4 separate regions of the Mus musculus genome follow, and regions 2, 3 and 4 are each linked to region 1. Evidence: chromatin contacts called from public ChIA-PET and HiChIP or PLAC-seq data. All regions are on one chromosome and are shown on one strand. Each heading gives the region's core, a stretch centred on a gene start, on an enhancer-like site or on the middle of the called end of the contact. The rest is flanking DNA. Distances are from core to core; before and after follow the strand shown.

Region 1 (3,024 bases), core at 272-2,771:
CTGCTGTAGATGTAGATACATATACCTCATATTCCAGAGGAAGCCAGAGAACAAAGAATAACACTCTTGGCAAATAGGAGGCAGGGGAACTAGGAGGTGAAGGCAAATGTGTATTTAATATACACAATGCTGAGAATTTTCATTTTGCAATAAAAGCAAGACATTATAAAATATATCAAATTTTTTACGCTAAAGGCATTCTAAAACTATAAAACGTTATTTATGGTAACATTCCCCAATAAATTATCGAGTTACCTCAGCAAGAGAACACAGTCTGCATTTTTTACAAAACACACACCCACACACACACACATCTTTCCCCATTGCTTTTTTTTTTCTTTTATTAGATATTATCTTTATTTACGTTTCAAATGTTATCCCCTTTCTGACTCTCCCCTCTGGAAACCCTCTATTCCTTCCCCAATCCTCCTGCCTCTATAAGGGTGTTCCCCAACCCTTGCCTTCCTGCCCTGGCATGCCCCTCCATTGCTTTTTAAGACAAAGTCTCATTATGTAGCTGTTACTGGCCTGGGACTATATACCATTCTAGCCTCAACTACACAGACACCTGTCTGCCTCTACCTTCCTGAATGCTGATATCCATTTTTCTGTCTTCTGGAACAATCCACACATTGAACAAGTTAAAGGGAATTAATAGAGAAATCCAGCCAGAACCATGAGCTGCATGTTACGTTTTGAGGATAAATATATTGCAAGGGAGTTTCAGAAGATGCAAGAGAAAGCTACCTGCTGAAGGTGTAAAACACAACTTGTAGATTCTCTGTGAGGGTGTGGTCCTGTAGATCATTGGTTCTTAATCCTCTCAACCATGGCTCCAACCCTTTAACGCAATGCTTCATGTTGTGGTGACCCACAACCATAAAATTACTTTCATCGCTACTTCATAACTAAGTTTTTACTGTTATGAGTCCTAATGTAAATGTCTGATATGCAGGATTCCTGACATACAACCCCTGTGAAAGGTTTGGTGGATACCCAACAGGGTCATGCCCCACAGGTTGAGAACCACTGCTGTTGCTTTTTGAATCTTCAAACGCATATTCTGTATTCCTGGGAATTTCAAATGTTTTTCCTGTCCATAGCAGACTGATCTTGATACTACTATGTTTCTTTCTTTTGAAACTCTACCAAAGAGAATGCTAATCTTTCAAATTCCATAAGGTTAAATAGATGTGCAAGTACATTCTGAAGCTGGAATGTTGAAGGACAGATTGTCTCTGCCCCAAAGAACAGCCCATGGGAACATTAGAAACAAGATGACAGACACTTGAGACAATGAAGTCTCGCTGTGCTCACTGGTGACTTAGAAAGTTGGTAAACAAAGATATTTCAGATGTAGATGTGGCATAGGTGTTCAGCCATTGTGGGTGAACCTTGGTGAAGGAAGGAATATGAATCTGAAAAACAGTGACTGAGGTCAACAGAAAGAAGAACTGGATGCAGCTGAGAGGACGTCAGAAGTTTCTAGGGCTCAGCTCATGTAGCAAGATACAGAAGAGCCTAGGAGTCTGAATACGAAAGTAAAGGTAGGTCAAACCACAAACAGGAAACAGGTGAGAATTGAATATCCTGTCTGCTCGAAGACCGGATGTTTCTAGGAATTTTAAGCCTGAGTATAAACGGTGGAGTCGATTTATATTAGCTGGTTTAGAGAATATTTCCTTTTAATAAAATGTTTTGATTGGGTGGCTAAGCATCCTCACGACATAGGGCACGGGGAAGAAATTATGCTACCCCGAAACATCGTCAGTGGAACTGATTATCAGGTTGAAGTTCGGAAAAAGGTGTGGGGATGGTGGGGGAGCCCTGTACACTTCAGTTGCCTTAGAATCCATTTGAAGATGATTTGCTGTTACTAATGTTTCCAAGCTCATCCTCCTCCAAACCGAGGTCCCTACAGTACCGAAGGTCACTGTTCTAAGGTATCAGAGTCAAACTCACACTGTTGTCTTTATGTTCCAGCTCTGAAGGTGTCATTGCAATAGGCCATGAATTATAAGCCATGGAATGAAAAGAAATGTACATATATGATAGTAGGAAATAATAATAATTTGGTTATTTTTTAAAATTACTCATTGGTCTCAAAAAAAGGAAAATTTTGACAGATTAGAATTACAGATAGAGGTTTTTAAACATAGCAACACACTGTTCTTCACTCCCATTTATTTTTCTGCAATGATAAGATTTAATTTTTAATTAATTAATTAATTAATTACATCCCAAATGCTGTCCCTGCCGCCCCCTGCAGAGTTTTTCCCCGACCCCCCTTCCACTCTGAGAGGGCAGCCCTCCCACATATCCCCCCACCTTGGTGCATGACGTCTCTGCAGGATTAGGCATATCCGCTCCCACTGAAGCCATACAAGGCAGCCCTCTGCTACACATGTGTCAGGGGCCTCTGACCATCCAATGTATGCTCTTTTGTTGGTACCTCAGTTTCTGGGAGCTCCTAGAGGTCCAGGTTAGTTGACACTGTTGGTCTTCTTGTGGGGTTGCCTTCTCCTTGCTGGCCCTAAGTCCTTCCCCTAGGTCTTCTATCAGGGTCCCCAACCTCCATCAAATGTTTGTCTGTGATTGTCTGCATCAGTCTCAGTCCGCTGCTGGGTAGAGCCTCTGAGAGGGCTGCTACACTAGGCTCCTGTCTGTACATACAACATAGCCTCATTAATAGTGTGAGAGATTTGTGACTACCCATGGGATGGGTCTCACAGATTGGCCATTCCTTCGTTTTCTGATCAGTCTTTATCCCTGAATTTCTTTTAGACAGGACCAATTTTACGTCAAAAGTCCTCAAAATTTTAGGTCCCCATCCCTCCACTAGAGGTCCTGTCTAGCTACTGAAGGTGATCTCTTCAGGTTACTTATCACCACTGTCAGGAAAGATTTCATTTTGAATGGATAAGCCATATTCCATCCATACACACACACACACACACACACACACACACACACACACACACACACACACACACATATACAATTATACCAGTTTCATTGCTTCTC
Region 2 (3,024 bases), core at 144-2,643, 370 kb after region 1:
AGGGGATAATGGTTTTGCAACCTGGAAAAATGTACCTCCTGTGCTATGACTCAGGAACAGCAGCAGAATGGAAGAGGTAGCAGGAATGTGGAGTCATATAACAGTGTAAATGTGTGTAAATGGATGCAAATGGCTTGGTATCTTTCCTTTGGAGCCAGCCAGATAGCTGTCCTACTTTGTTCCTCCGGGACCCTGGAGGAACACAATGAAAATAATATCTTTCCCTTAAGATATACCAGTGACTGACTGAGTCTCCATGTCCCTAAGTCCACCATCTAGATAACATACACACAGACAGTGACTCTGTGTCTAGTTATGCTGACACCTGTTGACTCATAGGCTATACAAAAGTTTGGATACAATGCATAGACTTTGGGTCAGCTTGATCTCTCTGACTTTTTTATTTACAAGTTCTTTATGATAAAATTTTAATAAATATTAAAACATTAACCTAAGAGAAAATAGTGAACTTTCTTACAAGACTTTATTAAAATGATAAGTAGAAAATACCAGGATGGGCTGGTGAGATGGCTCAGTGGGTAAGAGCACCCGACTGCTCTTCCAAAGGTCCAGAGTTCAAATCCCAGCAACCACATGGTGGCTCACAACCATCCGTAACGAGATCTGACTCCCTCTTCTGGAGTGTCTGAAGATGGCTGCAGTGTACTTAAATATAATCAATAAATAAATCTTTAAAAAAAATACCAGGATGTATTTTTTATATTTCAATACAAATGGCACATAGCTTTCTTAACTTCTAGTTATAACTCACCAAGATCCATTCAACCTAATAAAATGTCTAACTAGTAGCTTCTAAAACTGAACCCTTAGTTTTTGATAAAATGATAGATAATTATTGCCTTTCATATTTACATCAGATGCTCTCTGACTAACAAAAGAGTGAGTGGTATTTAGCCAGGCAAGATCTTCTGTCAATGAAGGGTAGCATCCAGAGCTAACCACAACAGGTGTGGTTTGTTTGTTTTTTTTTTTAATTGTTTATTTCTTGCACTGACAAGATGGTTTCTTGCTACAAGGTCTGATCACCTGAGTTGAATCCCTGGGAACGGCAAGATAGGAGAGAGTAAGAACTGATTGCCACAAGTTGTCCTTGACCTCCATCCATACCTTGGCATGAGCACACACATCCCAATACATACTATATGTTATGCAAATTAAAAACAAGTATTCTTCCTTCAGAGTGAAGTGCTTCTTGGAAATCATTAAATTATTGAAGTAACCTGTAAGACAGATTTGAACTTCCACCTCTTGATGTAGTTATTGAATATTAAGTCAAAGGTCCCTTTTGTCTCTGAAGTATTTACTTAAGTGGTATGTATAGAGATGGTGTTCACTGAGACTGGAAGCAGAGCAGGATGAGGATGGGAACATGCAGGGCCCACTTCCTCTGCCTATAGAGACGTCCTGGTCTTTGCAGAGGTTGGTGAGATTGATGTCTGTCTCCAAGAATTTAGTGTTTGCAAGAAAATACAGTTATTTCTATCCTAACCATATTAAAACACCATCAAGTCATCATTTTGAAACATCTTTACTTTTGTCACCTTTAGTTGCAAGGTGTGTCTTCTAGGATTCAACTAGAGTGACTATAACACTATTGTTTGTTTATGAATTTCATAGCCTGTGTTCTGGGCTGTGTAGAGACCCCTCTGCTACTACAACAAAGCTTCAGGTTACCATTAACTGACATTTGGATCCTGAAGTATCTCTTAACAAACAGAGCTTTAAAAATCAATACTGAAAACTTCTTCAAAGACAAACTAAAAGTATAAGCTTTTGAAAACTCCCAAGGGAAGGTTTTCCGTGATCTCTGAATACAGTTGAAACTTTAAATATGAGCACACACATACATGCACACACACACACACACACACACACACACACACACACACACACACACACATACAAAACACCTCTGACATTTTTTTCTATTATAACGGGTGTTCAGCCACACTGACCCAAAAGTGAAATCATTATAGAAAGTTCTCCAAAATCCAAAGCTTTTTTGAGGATTACATGAGGGATACGACTGGTAAAGTCTGCAACTGTTCCAAAATTTGAGGGGAAAAAATAATCTGAAAAAATGTTTTAGTCCCAAGAAGTTCAGACAGGGACACTCAGCTCTCGGAGAGAAGAATACAAAATGAAAATGAAACTTTGTGGTGAGAAGAAATGAAAATGGAAAAAGAAAAAAGACAAAAAGCCACATAGGCATCGACTGCCTCACGTACCAGAGGGCTCCTGCTCCCTCTGCCGAATGTGCTGGAACATTACACTGTTTTGTGTTTTTTTTTTTTTTTTGGGGGGGGGGGAACATTTTCCGTGAAGTTTATAATAATTAAAGTGGCTTGGATCCGAGTTTTTCTAGTGTCTTGCAAACTAGCTGTCTTTCTACCTGTTGGCCAAGTTGCATTTTAACATTTTTTTTTTTGGACTGTTGTCTTGGGCAGTAGCAAAGGTTAAATTAAAACCCACACAGGAAGTAGAGTACTTTTCAATTTTATTTTATATATTTTCCCAAATGATCAAGTAAAATGCTCAAATCCACCACGGTATCCCGCTAAGTGTTTTATTCGTTGCAGTTAGGTATTACACTTAGGTATCATGAGTTACAAAAACAATCCATCTCAAAGATTTATTTCTGTCATGATCGGCTTCTAATTGTGGACACGTTTCGTTCTTAATTGTTGCAGTGGGAGGAACTCTAGCACTACAGTTATAAGTTGACAAGATAGTTAAATTTCTCTCATGTATGGCTTTTTTAAAACTATGGGTATTAGCCATAGACCAGTTTGAACCTTTAAAGAACCTCTTGTTTCCAGTTGATTTCAGTGTATCCTTATCACTTTTGCTGATTTCCAGTACATGGGAGGGAGCAATTAACATTTTAATAGCTTGGACTTGAATAATTGTACACATCTTATGTTAAAGCTTTATTTATAAAACCCTTTCATTTTCGTAATTTTCATTTTTTTCTTAGTTCACCCTTAAAAACCACAGGTATGA
Region 3 (3,024 bases), core at 182-2,681, 340 kb after region 1:
TATCAGTGTTCAAAGCCTTCCAGTTAGTGCATGAGCAGCAATATTGTGTGATCTTTTAGACATGTTATTAAAAAAGTTTCCTTTATTAAGAGCAAGTGTTACAAATTTAATTCAATTAAAACATAGTGAAAAAACGTTCAGTAACAAGCCCCTGTTGGGAGTGTCAGTTTGAGGCTCACTGGATTTAACTGATGGTGTGTGCCTGAGCAGAGCACATCTATAGAACATTTCTTTCCTTCTGTAATATATTGTCAAACCTTGAATCTAAACTTACAGATTTACTGGAAGATTTCTGAGTTTCGGAGCTCTGGGCTGAAAGAAAGGCAGGTTGTAACAGATGTCTCTGTGTTTTTACTTTGCCCGTGTTCCAAAATGATACAGTACAGGGTCTTTTTTTTTTTTTTTCCTTTTTTCTTTAAAGCTGTTAGTTTTACTTCACGGGATTTTCCACTGTTACAGCCTTATAAAAAGTTAAGCTTTTAAGGTCAATCATGCACAGCACAAATCTATCGTTGAACAACACCCTTTGATAGGAACAAACCTGGGCACGTCAACATTTGCTTCCCGAGAAGTCAAGCCTGTTGCTTTGACTTTTATTTTAAGGAGGATCTCTTGAGCAGCTCGTGTCTCTATAGCAATCTCTGAGCAGAAAGGAAGTTCAGACGTAGTTTCTACTTTAAACTCACTGCTAGAAGTTTTATAGATGGGATTACTACCAGTAATTACCTGAAACGAGTATCTGCTTCTCCTGCAGCTTTAATTAGGGACATGAAACCGTTTCCTCTACCTTTACAGTTCTTTGGTTAGGTGTGCTGATATGAAAATGCTTTTAGGGAAATGCATGCCTCCCAAGGAGTTAGGATGTATCTGTCAGCATCCAACAGGGAACACTGAACCTGGACTACAAATTATAATGTGTTCAAGAAAGTGCATTTTTAGCAAGTTGTTCTTCACTAAAATTGTCTTTCATTTGATGCCCTGTTTTAGTTTAACTCCAATTCATTGGGGACTTAAATTTGATGTAATTAACAGCAAACCTAACAAAGGCACAGTAGTGGTTGCTGTTACAGTCTGTCAGTGGGTGCTCCTTAATTGCTGTCATAATGGCCTATTAGTCATGCCTCCAAAGAGGTGTCAGATTTTTTTTTTCATTTTCTGAAACATCTGTGTTATTTAATAAATTGAATAACCACGGAAGAGTTTGCCCAGAATACCAAGTAAGTTAAATAATATGCTTTGTGGAGCATTTGAAGCTGAGTTTCTCTGGGTGCGGCTTCTCTGTTTCACTCTTGATCAGTAAAGCTCGCGGGCACCCCTCTCACTTTCACCTGTCACTAAGAGGCAGAGAAAACATCTCCATGCAGAGTCCCGAGAGCATCTTCTTCCTGTGTACACAGTCTGTAAAGCACTGCAGTAACCCAGCAGCGGCACTGCACACAGGGTAAGGTAAGGAGCTGCGTCTCTCTTGACAAAACAGAGGCAAACAAGCAGTTCTGCTAAACCACGTCTGCGCTTCCAGATGACGCAGGCAGCAAACTTTGAATGTCTCACATAAAAAAGGCCATCACTGTCAATGCCACGCAGCTATACTTTGAATTCTGCCAACAACCCTAGTTTTATGAAATGGAAACTTAACTTCTGTGGCTTTTCCCCTAGACTTTTCTTCAGACACGTTTGCAGGAAAGACTTTTCTGTGTCCAAAGTGTTGTAAGAAAACAGTGAGTGCATTCAAATATGAGTGTGGCGTTAATGCCGTACGATCAAATAGAGCACTGTGGAGAGGCAAAAATCTAGCTCACTGCGTATGTCTCAGTGAGAAACAGATATGATTCTGGCTTATTTTAAAAGCAACATTCGCATGTCTAACCTTCTAGAAACTTTTTAACGAAAACTAAAACAATATTTGCTTTTAAGACCGTTTCAAACGTACATTTCTCTCTTTGCCTTCTACTGTCTCTTTTCTGGGTTAGTGTGATAGAACAGACTGGAGCGTCTCTTTCTCAGAGGGGGACTGAAGGAGTTGGGAGTCTTGGTGAGCTAGTGCAATGGAGCAGGCGTGAGGAGTACCCAGGCCTGAGAGGAGGGCGGGTTGACGGTGAGGTGTAAATCAGAGAAGCCTTTGAAGAGGCTGGCCTCTCCCTACACCTTGCTGAGGCACCGACCCTCTTATTTGTGCCCAGTCTAGCAGGCCTCAGATTCCTGGCCAGTCTCCTGTCTCCACCTCCCATTTTGTCCACAGGAGTGGTGGGATTGCAGACAGGTGCCACTTATCTGCATCCAACTGTCTGTTCCAGTCTGCGGGCTTGAAGGAAAGGGCCTGTACCTGTGGAACCACCTCACCCACTGCAGCAAAAATAAACTCCCGGAGAACAAGTCTAAGTTAGCCTAAGTCTGCTAACTAACTCAGTAGACGGATTCTCACAGCACCACAGTGTATTTGAGAACTGAAATGGACAATTTGGGAACAGTATTAGTTGACACCAACACTCTACTGTGGGCTGTTCTTTTTGAAGACTTATTTTTATTTGATGTGTATGAATGTTGTGCCTGTGTGTTGTCTGTGTGTCACAGCTGTATCTGTGGAAACCAGAGAATGGCATTGGGTCCCATAGAACTAGAGTTACAGGTAATGTGAACCACCATGTGGGTGCTAAGAACTGAACCCTGGTTTTCTGCAAGAGCAATAAATGTTCTTAACCTCAGAGCCATCACTGCTGCCTAAGCCATCTAAGCGAGTTGCTGTTAGTCACAGCGCTTCACTAATAATTCAGAAAGCAAATAAATTACATGTGTAACGCTTATCTTAAGACGTTTAAGAGACAATGTGTCATGGTGTGTGTGTCTGTGTGTGTGTCTGTGTGTGTGCGAGAGAGAGAGAGAGAGAGAGAGAGAGCAAGCAAGCAAGCAAGCAATGTGGTGATTCTGGTAATAGTTTCAACTTGCAGTGTTCATTTGCGTGCTTAAAGACTGTTTATAGTAAAGCAGATTTGTTTTCTTCATTATTTTTTCTGTATTTTCTATCAT
Region 4 (3,024 bases), core at 393-2,892, 320 kb after region 1:
GACAGCCTAGATGACGAAGCCATCTCTTGATTGCTGACCCACTGACCCCCTTTATGTTATGTTTTCTGGCATCTGATTGGTGTCCTTTTCTTATTTATCAAAGGATATTTGTTTTTGTCTAGAAGGATTGAGATATGGCACCTACTAACAGAATGATAGCATAGTGTTATTTACCATGGTGTTTTCTCTGGACATTATATGAAACAACTTTACCTTTTTGTAAATCCTTAAGATTTCTGAATTGTAGGTGAGCAGTGGTAAGCTGTGAAGGAATCACAGCTCTTCTCTTTACTGCGGTTTTAAAGAGTCTGAGATCATACTATTGAAGCAATCGTCTGGATACCCACTGGTCTGTCTAACCTGCCTTGTATATTGAACATTGTGTTTGGTCAAGTAAGATGACCCTGCAGACAAGCTTAATCCCCATGAACAACATTATGGAAGGAGAAAATCAACTATGACAATTTGTCCTCAGATGCCTCCCCACTCTCCAGATGCACACACTTGTGTGCATATGCACAGAAATTAAATATATGTTATAAAAATGAAATACTTTCTGAGTGTACTTTGATGGTTTTCTGCCTGCAGCTAATGTGATTTATAGTGACAGGAGGCAAATGAAAGAAAGTAAATTTTCTGGGATTGTGAGATACCAAAGCTCAAGTTGGCCACTTTGTGCTTCTCTCTGTCTCTGCTTCTCTTCTCCCTCTTTGCCTTTGATCACTGCCAAGACAAACAAGTTCACAGATACCTGTGAAACATTTCGCCATCAACATATTCTCCTCTGGCATCATCTTATGACAATTGATAATCAACTTTGTAAAGTAGACCCAAGGTGCAAGAGTTCGAAAACTCTGTATTTTTTTCTTTCTTTTAAAGAGATCTTTGCATTTTTCTTCTGTTCTTTCCTCATGAAGCTAGTCTGCCCCCAGGCCTACCACCCCCTACACTGGGAATCTGCTGAGTCCACAAAAGTGGAGGGACGATACAGTAATGATCCGGTGTAATAAACCAGCCAAATAATGCTCTGGTTTCTCAGCCTTCTTTTCCAGCTTTAATTAAGGCTCTAATGAATATGTACTTGGGGCTTAGGGTTTATCACAAATGAACTATGATCAAATCTCATTACACAGCTAGTGTGGAAATGTGTCTTTTTATGTTGGAAATTATTGCTCTGCAGTTGTATGGCAGAGGAAAATTTTAGAAGTAGCTGAAATATATATTTTCGTCTGGAAAGTCAGAGATATTCAAAGTAGGTTATAATCTGCATGAATGTTAAATATTGGATATGATGATTTTAGGGTAACATCAAGATGCTTATTACAACCATTTTGTTTTGACTTTATACTTTACACACACAAAAGAGTGAACTTTTCCACTTGGCCAGTTTCTTTACAGTTTATGCTTTTTAAATAAAATAATATTGTGCTTTTCTAGAAAAAAGTTGTGTCTATGTCATTCTGAAATTAGTAGTTCTTTGATCACCATTTTCCCTTCTGCAAGTTAGGACTTTAGTTTTCTGTGTCTGCTAAGTATTGGAAACTTTAATTTGGGAAAGGAATATTTTCCTCTTAGGCAACGCTTTCATGGTCATGCAATGCAGCTGACCTAACTACATATCTACACGTGTCTATTAATCAATAACTGCCTAAGATTGCTAAATACTTTCCTTGTGCTTTTATGACATTACCTTTTGTAAACCTTAATCAGAGTGTGACGTGTGTTTCTCCTAAATGGCCTCTGATGTGGTGCCTCTCTTCAGTTCTCTGTGGTTTCCTGTTTTTTTCATACATAGATTAAAGACTTTTGAGGTATTAAGTATCTTAACTTTCTTCTTTAATGGTGCTTCACACCTAAGCTTTCGTGCAGGCCTGTCTTGCTATTTTGTTTTCAGGCTACTTCCTACACCACTCTGTAATCACTTGGGTTTGTGTTGGGCAGTCCATCAGCACAGTTTTCTATTTTCCCCATTTGGATCATCGAGGGATATCTCTGTATGTCCCTCAAAGCCAGAGGTGGTGTTAGGCCTTTCCATAGTTAAGTGCCTCTAGTGTCATTGCCAGGTGATAGGTATGGCCCATCAGTGGCTCTGAGAGACCAGCAGAATCAACACTCATTTAAAAACTCATTTAAATTGCTCATTCTCTGGCCCCTCCCCAGGCCCACAGATTAATTTAGGTTCCAAATTCTCTGTGACAATAAGCCCTTTAAATGACATAGTCTGTGCTAACAATTTACTACTGTAGATAATGATAGTAATTCAGAATATTCAAGTTATAACTGTATGTGATCTTTAGTGAGAAAATGGGGATTGAGAGAGGCCAAGGAAATTTTCGCTCATTTCTGCTCAGTTTCTCCAGAGACAATGGTAAAGAAAAACTCAAGATTGAAACATGTACTATCTTTCTCACACATGCATATAGCTCTTGTGTCCTGTTTTGAAGACTGAAATATAAATGTTTAAAGTATGAATAGTTTCTTCCTTCCATCTATTCATGAGTAGGAACTTGGCATGATGAAAGGAGGAAAGGTTGCTAAGAAACAAATGATGGGTGTTACAGATTTTCATATTGGGAAGGAGGGTGGTCAAGGGCTGGGAATGGCTGAGTTCTAAAAGGGAGAGACAGATGTTCCCCCAAATCTGTTCACTAGTCCTCAAAAATTCTGAAGCATGTCAGTGCATGGCTTATTGAAACTGTTGCAGTATGATATATAATAAGATATATTGATTGGTAGGAAGAGAATAAACCAAATCCTATAAGATGGTTACACTTATGAAAGACACTTTCTAGTTGCATTCATAAGAAACATAAAAGAACATGTGTTTTCACCCCTACAAAAAGCATCTGGGAGGTGGGAGGCGGTTGATAATTGATGATTAGTCTATCTTCAGCATGCAAATAAAGAGTTCAGGGTGGCTAACACTTGGACCCTAGTGCCCTCTGTTTGATATGCATTTAGATATCCATGACCTGGATATCCATGAACTAGGATTCCTAGCAAACACAGAATAATCAAGTGACC

What was found. ChIA-PET counts read pairs in DNA pulled down with a chosen protein or histone mark. HiChIP or PLAC-seq counts read pairs in DNA pulled down with a chosen protein or histone mark.
Region 2: an RNA polymerase II ChIA-PET map of memory CD8 T cells shows a contact between it and region 1, with 35 read pairs. The contact joins two enhancer-like sites. A contact is called at or near these places in 1 of 15 datasets of contacts at CTCF or cohesin (pro-B cells), 7 of 484 Hi-C or Micro-C datasets (B cells, the C10 cell line, CD4 T cells and 2 more) and 2 of 115 datasets of contacts at active chromatin or transcription factors (large pre-B cells and memory CD8 T cells).
Region 3: an RNA polymerase II ChIA-PET map of memory CD8 T cells shows a contact between it and region 1, with 38 read pairs. The contact joins two enhancer-like sites. A contact is called at or near these places in 1 of 484 Hi-C or Micro-C datasets (epidermal suprabasal cells) and 2 of 115 datasets of contacts at active chromatin or transcription factors (embryonic fibroblasts and memory CD8 T cells).
Region 4: a BATF HiChIP or PLAC-seq map of CD8 T cells shows a contact between it and region 1, with 7 read pairs. The contact joins two enhancer-like sites. A contact is called at or near these places in 1 of 484 Hi-C or Micro-C datasets (epidermal suprabasal cells) and 2 of 115 datasets of contacts at active chromatin or transcription factors (CD8 T cells and embryonic fibroblasts).

The regions. Positions count from the first base shown.
Region 1 is chr16:51,806,005-51,809,028 of GRCm38.p6, forward strand. No RefSeq gene overlaps it. Among named protein-coding and RNA genes, the nearest start is that of Gm29686, 180 kb to the right of the region's middle. Within about 2 kb of position 1,522, at least 40 of the 459 cell types and tissues checked have an H3K27ac peak or open chromatin away from gene starts, as enhancers often do. A contact at or near this core is called in CD8 T cells and memory CD8 T cells, where this site is marked.
Region 2 is chr16:52,180,013-52,183,036 of GRCm38.p6, forward strand. The region is part of intron 13 of Cblb (Casitas B-lineage lymphoma b); the gene reads left to right. Among named protein-coding and RNA genes, the nearest start is that of Gm23513, 76 kb to the left of the region's middle. Within about 2 kb of position 1,394, at least 68 of the 459 cell types and tissues checked have an H3K27ac peak or open chromatin away from gene starts, as enhancers often do. A contact at or near this core is called in CD8 T cells and memory CD8 T cells, where this site is marked.
Region 3 is chr16:52,146,095-52,149,118 of GRCm38.p6, forward strand. All of the region lies in intron 9 of Cblb (Casitas B-lineage lymphoma b), which reads left to right. Among named protein-coding and RNA genes, the nearest start is that of Gm23513, 42 kb to the left of the region's middle. Within about 2 kb of position 1,432, at least 46 of the 459 cell types and tissues checked have an H3K27ac peak or open chromatin away from gene starts, as enhancers often do. A contact at or near this core is called in memory CD8 T cells, where this site is marked.
Region 4 is chr16:52,127,894-52,130,917 of GRCm38.p6, forward strand. The region is part of intron 4 of Cblb (Casitas B-lineage lymphoma b); the gene reads left to right. Among named protein-coding and RNA genes, the nearest start is that of Gm23513, 24 kb to the left of the region's middle. Within about 2 kb of position 1,643, at least 46 of the 459 cell types and tissues checked have an H3K27ac peak or open chromatin away from gene starts, as enhancers often do. A contact at or near this core is called in CD8 T cells, where this site is marked.